Linked DNA regions of Mus musculus: region 1 is linked to region 2. The links are chromatin contacts, called in public HiChIP or PLAC-seq maps. All regions are on one chromosome and are shown on one strand. Each heading gives the region's core, a stretch centred on a gene start, on an enhancer-like site or on the middle of the called end of the contact. The rest is flanking DNA. Distances are from core to core; before and after follow the strand shown. Region 1 holds the start of Pdpk1 (3-phosphoinositide dependent protein kinase 1). Region 2 holds the start of Prss30 (protease, serine 30).

Region 1 (3,179 bases), core at 135-2,634, 170 kb after region 2:
CAAGTGTTGCAACACCCTTTTTTGCCTTTCACCATTTTTCTCAGCTGGATAGGTCCTCCTCCTTTTAGAATTTGGATTAATTACCATCCATCTCACAGTAGAGGGTTATAACTTCAAGTCCATGGATGAGATGCAGAAGGCTCTTGAGCCTCTGGTAGCAACAAAATTCCGTGCAACTGTGTATGCTTCTCAAAAGGAGCCCATACTTTGATTCTTAAAGGGGCTCATGACCCTCCAAAAACCACTACCACAGACACATCCTAGACCATACTGAACCAAGTGAGTTTCTTCAGTCCCCTCGAATAAAGAGACCAACAACCCTCTTCCCATCCCGCCCCACTCCCTGAAAGCTGGAGTGAGGATCGAACCCAAGAGCCCTGAACATGTGAAGCAAGCAGATTACCACTGAACCACAGCCCTAGCCCAAGGAGGTTTGCCTTTTGAACCAAATCTTGCTCGGCGTCTGACATCTTCTCATCAGCCACTTCATATCTCATACAAGGCAGACACGCTGATCTAAGAACTCTAAAACTTACCAGAAAATACAACTATGGATACTTATTTAACAACACAGAGAAAACAAACATTTCACCCAACAAGTGGTTGGTTTTGTCGTCCTCGTCCTTCCGCCCGCCCCCCCCAACCCCTCCTCCCTGTCAAACTTAGGCTGCCCTCGCTGGGGCCTCTAAGCCCGGCCTCCCAGGGCTTCCCACCTCACTGAGCGTAGAACTGCAGGCAAGAGGAGGACCGAAATGCCCCGCTGACCAAGAATCTGGAAAGGAGCCTCCAGCATCAGGTGCTACAAGCAGGAACTCACATCTCCTGCTTCCCAGGAACCTCCTCCAGGTAAAGGATGGAGAATGCTCCTCCTCGGGCAGGACCTCAAGGTAAGCCCAGAGGCTCGGCTCCAGGCTGCACAGAGCCGAAAACAAACTTTCCAGGCACTTCCACCCCGCCCGACCGGGTGACACCTCCCGGCCTCCCCCGCCCTCCGTGCCCTGTCAGCGCCCCCGGCTGCCGCCGACAGCCCGAGCCGGGGCCCGCATTCCCTGCCGCAGCCGAGAGGAACCCTCGGCCGGTGCCAACAGTCTTGCCCGCCACCCAGCCGCAGGTGAGGCGCCGCCCGGCCCGCGACACCGGGCCGCCCCGCCTCGCCCAGCAGAACCCAGGCGACCGCCACGCTCCCGGGTAACGGACCGGTGCGCCCTACAGCAGCCGCGCGCTCACCAGCTGGCTGGTGGTCCTGGCCATGAGCCCCAAGTCGGCGCGGGCGCCTCCCCCGCAGCGTTGCGCTGCTCGGCGCCTCCTCAGCGTCCTCCTCCCCGCGGCGGAGCCCCAGCAATGGCCGCCCTCATCCTGCGCCCGCCCCGCCGCCTGCCGCCCCCAGCGCCACCCCGCCCCCGCGCGACGCTAAGCAGGACTTCCGCGACGTAGCCGCCGCTCCTCTCGCCCATTGGTCAGTATAGCTGTCATTGGCGGCGGGCCGTGAGGGCCCCGCCCCCGACCAAGAGCCGTATTTCCGGGTTGGGGCCCGGCGCGCTTGTCGAGGGAGGCTGAGCGAGCCAATCAGAAGTGACGGGGAGGGGCCGGGGCCGGAGCGCCGAGCTGTCATCCGCGTTCCCTGTCAGGTAAACTGAGGCTCCGTAGCCAGCGGGCCAAGGTCACGCCTGGGGCAGCAGCAAGGCTGAGCTCGAACCTACTGCCAGGACAACTTGAATCTGATTCACAGGTCACGAGTAATCTGGGAGAGAAATTGGGCTATGATTTGAAGCAGAAAACAAGCCGTCCTGTCACTCCTGATGAACCTGTTTTTGCCAATATTTTGATGGACGTCTTTGTGAGCTTGCTTTTTTTTTTTTTTTCCTTTCCCAGCAGGATCTCACTATCGAGAACAGACTGGCCTCCTACTTGCGGCAATCCTGTCTCAGCCTCCCAGCTGCTGAAATGACAGGTATGCCACATCCTCCTTTAGTTGTCATTATGACAACCGCTGTAGATGTTTTTTTAAATTATGGTGAAACGCATACAATTTTTGTAAACTTTTTGCGCTGTGTGTACAGTGTATGTGTGTGTCCACTTTGTGGGTTTGTCAGATGTCTTCCTATACCAGTCGCTACCTGGAACTTGCTGATCCCTCTTGGCTGGCTGGCTGGCCAGTGAGATGCAGTGGTCCCCCTGTCTCTGTTTTCCCAGGGGTGAAGGTACAGACACACCCCCACCATCTCCAGCTTTCTTTTACAGGAGTGCTGAGGACTTGCCTGCATAGCAGGCATCATACTGAGCCATCTCTACAGACCTTCCCCATTTTTTTTTCAGTGTTGGGAATTAACTCAAGACCTCACACATGCTAGATCATCTCAAAATTAAATGTTTCTAAATTACACCCATAGCCCTTGCGCCCTTTGTTTTTTGTGGTGTTTTTGAGACAGTGTCTCAGTATGTAACCCTGGCTAGCCTGGACATCACTATGTAGACTGGGCTTGTCTTGAATTCATGATCTTTCTGCCTTAGATTTCCTAGTGCTTGGGTATAGGTATTCACCACCCTTTCCAGATATTTGTCATTTGTGTAAAATAATTTAAAGTGCTGAAAATTACTGTGAGTATTCAGCCTTAAATGGGGCATCTAGAACCAGGTCATAGTGGCTTATTCCTTTGATCTCAGCACTCAGGAGGCAGAGGCAGGGCTACACAGAGAAACTCTGTCTTGCAAAACAAACAAACACAAGATAAATAAAAGGGAGCATCTATATGAGTCCCCCTCCAAATAAGGCTTAGGGAACCTTGGGAATGTAAGAGGAGCAATGCTGAGAAATGCTGACTCTGACCCTGATGTGGCCTGGCACCGAGGGTCTCACCACTGCTGTGCTCACCTGCATAGGATCAAGCCAGTCAAAGTTCCAGCACCGACAGGAGGGGGCCTCACCAGGCTTGCACCTGTCTCCATGGTTACTGGCAGCTGATGGCCATTAGGGAAAAGCCATTCTTCCTTGAGGTGTAGCCACTAGAAGGTTGACCATGCTCAAGAGGACAACAACACACACATGCACACAGACAGCACTAACCAGACTCAGGAGGTTGCTAAAAGAAACTACCTGCCTCACTCCAAAGAGTTTAAATCCAGATGAAGTGGAGTGAACCTATGGAGTCATATAAAGTGGAAAGGAGAATAACTTGAGT
Region 2 (2,836 bases), core at 176-2,675:
TCAGCCCTCCAACCTTCACATGGTAGAAGCTAGGGTTCAGAGACCTAGGAAGAGACAGGCCCAGCCGGTTGAGGCATCTGCTGAAGAGCGGCAGAGTTAGGAGAACAGCTGCCACTCTCCACCCTACCTCACTAACCTGCGGAAGCAGTGGGCAGCCGTGAGCACCCACACCTCGTGGATGAGGGAGCCCCCGCATATGTGGCCATCCTCGGTTATCCACAGGCTGACTTGCCAAGGCCATTGTCCTTCCAAAGCATCTTGACCACCCACGATCTTTCCAGCATCTCGGGAGTGGCCACATACTGCAGAGGGACCTTCTCAGAAAGCCAGTCCCTCTTGGGTCCCACCATCTCCAACAACTCCTTTCATCCCCTGCCCTGGACTTTTCCCTGGGAAACTCTGGGCCGTTCATTACCTGAGGGCAATATATCTCCACGTGCCCCTAAAAAACAAGAGAAGGTTTCTCAATGGGCTCTGACAGATACTTACAAGTGACCAAACCACTAAGAATAAGCAACCACGGGCTCAGCCTTAAATGGGACAATCCACAGCCACATCAACACCCTCCCAAGCTCCAGGACATCACGGAAGAGGAGGCAGAGAGAATGCATGCAGAAGGAAATGCTGCCTTCTGGACACGGCGTGGTGGGTGCATCCATGTAGCTACTCACAGCCGTTATAGAAGAAGCCTGCATAAGACCTGCGCAAGGTCAGGCCGTCAACAATCCACTGTGGATGGGGAGTGGATCCCAAGGCCCACCCCTCACTGAGGAGCCATTGCAGTTGTGACTGAGAGTAACTTTTTGGGGATGTGACCACCGGTGGGTTGCCCATGCTCCACTGGGTGGTCCACCCCCATGGGCGTGTGGACGGCAGTGGCTGGACTCAGAGTTGCAGCAAAAGAAGAAGAGGGGGAGAAAGGAGAGATGAAGACGATGTTGGAAGTGCTAGGTCTCAGGGGAGGTGGGGGGGGGGCAGGCTGTGGATATAATCAAAATAGATTGTATACACAGAAAATTCTCCAAATAGAATTTAAAAAACAACAACAAATTCAAAACAAGAGAAGGAGCCTGGCTGAACATCTCATTCATGAAGTTCTTATCATGAGACCTGACTCATGATAAGACAACAGCCATCTTCTCTTTTCCCCTTCCCCTGTCTTTCTTGGAGGATCAGTGGACACATGAGGTTTGGCCTCCTACTCTCAGCCCCCTCCAGGTTGTCTAGGGAGAGCGGCTAAGGATGATAAGGAAGCAGGAAGATGGAGGAAGGGTGTGGAAGCCATCATGGGAGGAAGGAGTTGGAAGGAATCAACACTCCTTACTTGTCAGGATCTGCAGCAAAAGAAGAAAGATGCACCTTGCCCGGGACTCCATGGCTCCTCTCCGGTCCACAACGCAGTGGGGTTAGAGTCCTTGAAATATCTAGGGGAGGGTTGCATTTCAGTGTTTAGAGGCAATCAAACTGGAACTTAATTGCCTGACAGGACCCGCCCAATCAGACTCCTATTCTGCATGCAGTTCCAGGGATGTGGTTTAGTGAAGGCCAGGAAACTCAGGGGCCATCAGGAGCCAGAGGCGATAGGAGCCGCCTGCCTGTCAGTCCACCTGTGAGGTTGGTACAGGAAAGTCTCACCCAGGAAGCCAGAAGACTCCTGCCCTACCTGGCCCCACACCAAATGCCAAGATGAGAGAGGAACACCAATGCCCAGGCTCCCTTCTCAACACTGTGGCTCAAGGCCCTCACTTGGCCAACCTTATTTAAGAACTAGGAGCCCATGGGAGTCCTGTTGGTCACTGTGGAAACAAATGTAGCCAGGGTTTGCCCTCCAGTCCAGGAAGTATCAACTCAGAAATACTCAATGGTTTTTTAGGAAGATATTTCCTTCTGCCACTATGACGACTTCAAATTCCCCACTACCACGCAAGGGACAAAAGACAGACTAGGGTCAGCCTCCAGCCTTGCTGTGCCCGCCCTTGCTGCTTCTCAAGGTCTCAAACCACGACTCCAACGAACCCCTCAGTGGGTTCTTGAATCTGGGTGTTTGAGGTGTGTCTTCCCTCTGCCAGCTGCACTGCCCTTGTCCAGTGCTGGCCTCTGACTTCTAGTGGCCACAGAGGTTCCTGGCCTCTGACTTCTAGTGGCCACAGAGGTTCCTGGCCTCTGACTTCTAGTGGCCTCAGAGGTTCCTGGCCTCCTGTTTGCTGTTTTCTCAGAATTTCTAGGGCAGACCTGGCCCTGCCTCATCTCGGATACAGGAATAAGCAGCCTAGTGCTTCCGGCTCATGGCTTCCTCTCCAAGCTCACTGCTTTTCAGACCACAGGACTGGCTCCACAGGCCCTTCTGCATCTCTAAATGTTAACAGTTCCTGGCTCTCACTATTCTTATAGCTGTAGTTAACTTCTTAAACATTTAAAAATCTTTTTGCTTTTTCAGGTATCTGTTTAACTTTAGACCAAGCTGATAATTTGCAAAATTTTTCATTTTCCATGTAACAGGGTTTCTGTGACCTCCTGGCCCCTTGCTGGACACGCCTGGGTTGAAGTATGGTGCTGAGTTTACTCTGCTACATGTGTTATTAAGTCCTCACCTCTAAGCACCAGGCACTCACTAATCTGTGACATGAATAGTCCCCTCTCGGAATTCGATGACACGAGCCTCATTTTGAGCCTCAGTATAGGCAACATCATTAAGTGATTAAATATAGCAAATAAATATGGAACAATGAGTTCCTAATGATGCTACTAAAAAAAAAAAAAGACCTGATTTGTCTTTTTTTTTTTTTTTAATCTTATTAGGGAAATCACTTATTATGTTGAGGACAGCCAAATAGTA

The links. HiChIP or PLAC-seq counts read pairs in DNA pulled down with a chosen protein or histone mark.
Region 1: a contact with region 2 is called in a CTCF HiChIP or PLAC-seq map of the NIH/3T3 cell line, with 11 read pairs. The contact joins the promoter of Pdpk1 here to the promoter of Prss30 in region 2. A contact is called at or near these places in 1 of 39 promoter capture datasets (maxillary cranial neural crest), 1 of 15 datasets of contacts at CTCF or cohesin (the NIH/3T3 cell line), 4 of 484 Hi-C or Micro-C datasets (bone marrow-derived macrophages, embryonic fibroblasts and embryonic stem cells), 3 of 115 datasets of contacts at active chromatin or transcription factors (effector CD8 T cells, embryonic stem cells and pancreatic cancer cells) and 2 of 9 other capture datasets (liver and pancreatic islet).

What each region holds. Positions count from the first base shown.
Region 1 is chr17:24,140,210-24,143,388 of GRCm38.p6, forward strand. Pdpk1 (3-phosphoinositide dependent protein kinase 1) reads right to left here and starts at 1,385. Exons shown (of 14, transcript NM_011062.4): 1 at 1,228-1,385. The coding sequence starts at 1,251. It overlaps Gm33409 (a long non-coding RNA gene), which reads left to right and starts at 1,354. Exons shown (of 2, transcript XR_876671.3): 1 at 1,354-1,951; 2 at 2,242-2,389.
Region 2 is chr17:23,973,805-23,976,640 of GRCm38.p6, forward strand. It overlaps Prss30 (protease, serine 30), which reads right to left and starts at 1,426. Exons shown (of 6, transcript NM_013921.3): 1 at 1,325-1,426; 2 at 416-442; 3 at 137-302; 4 at 1-44. The coding sequence starts at 1,376. All of the region lies in intron 2 of Gm41546 (a long non-coding RNA gene), which reads left to right.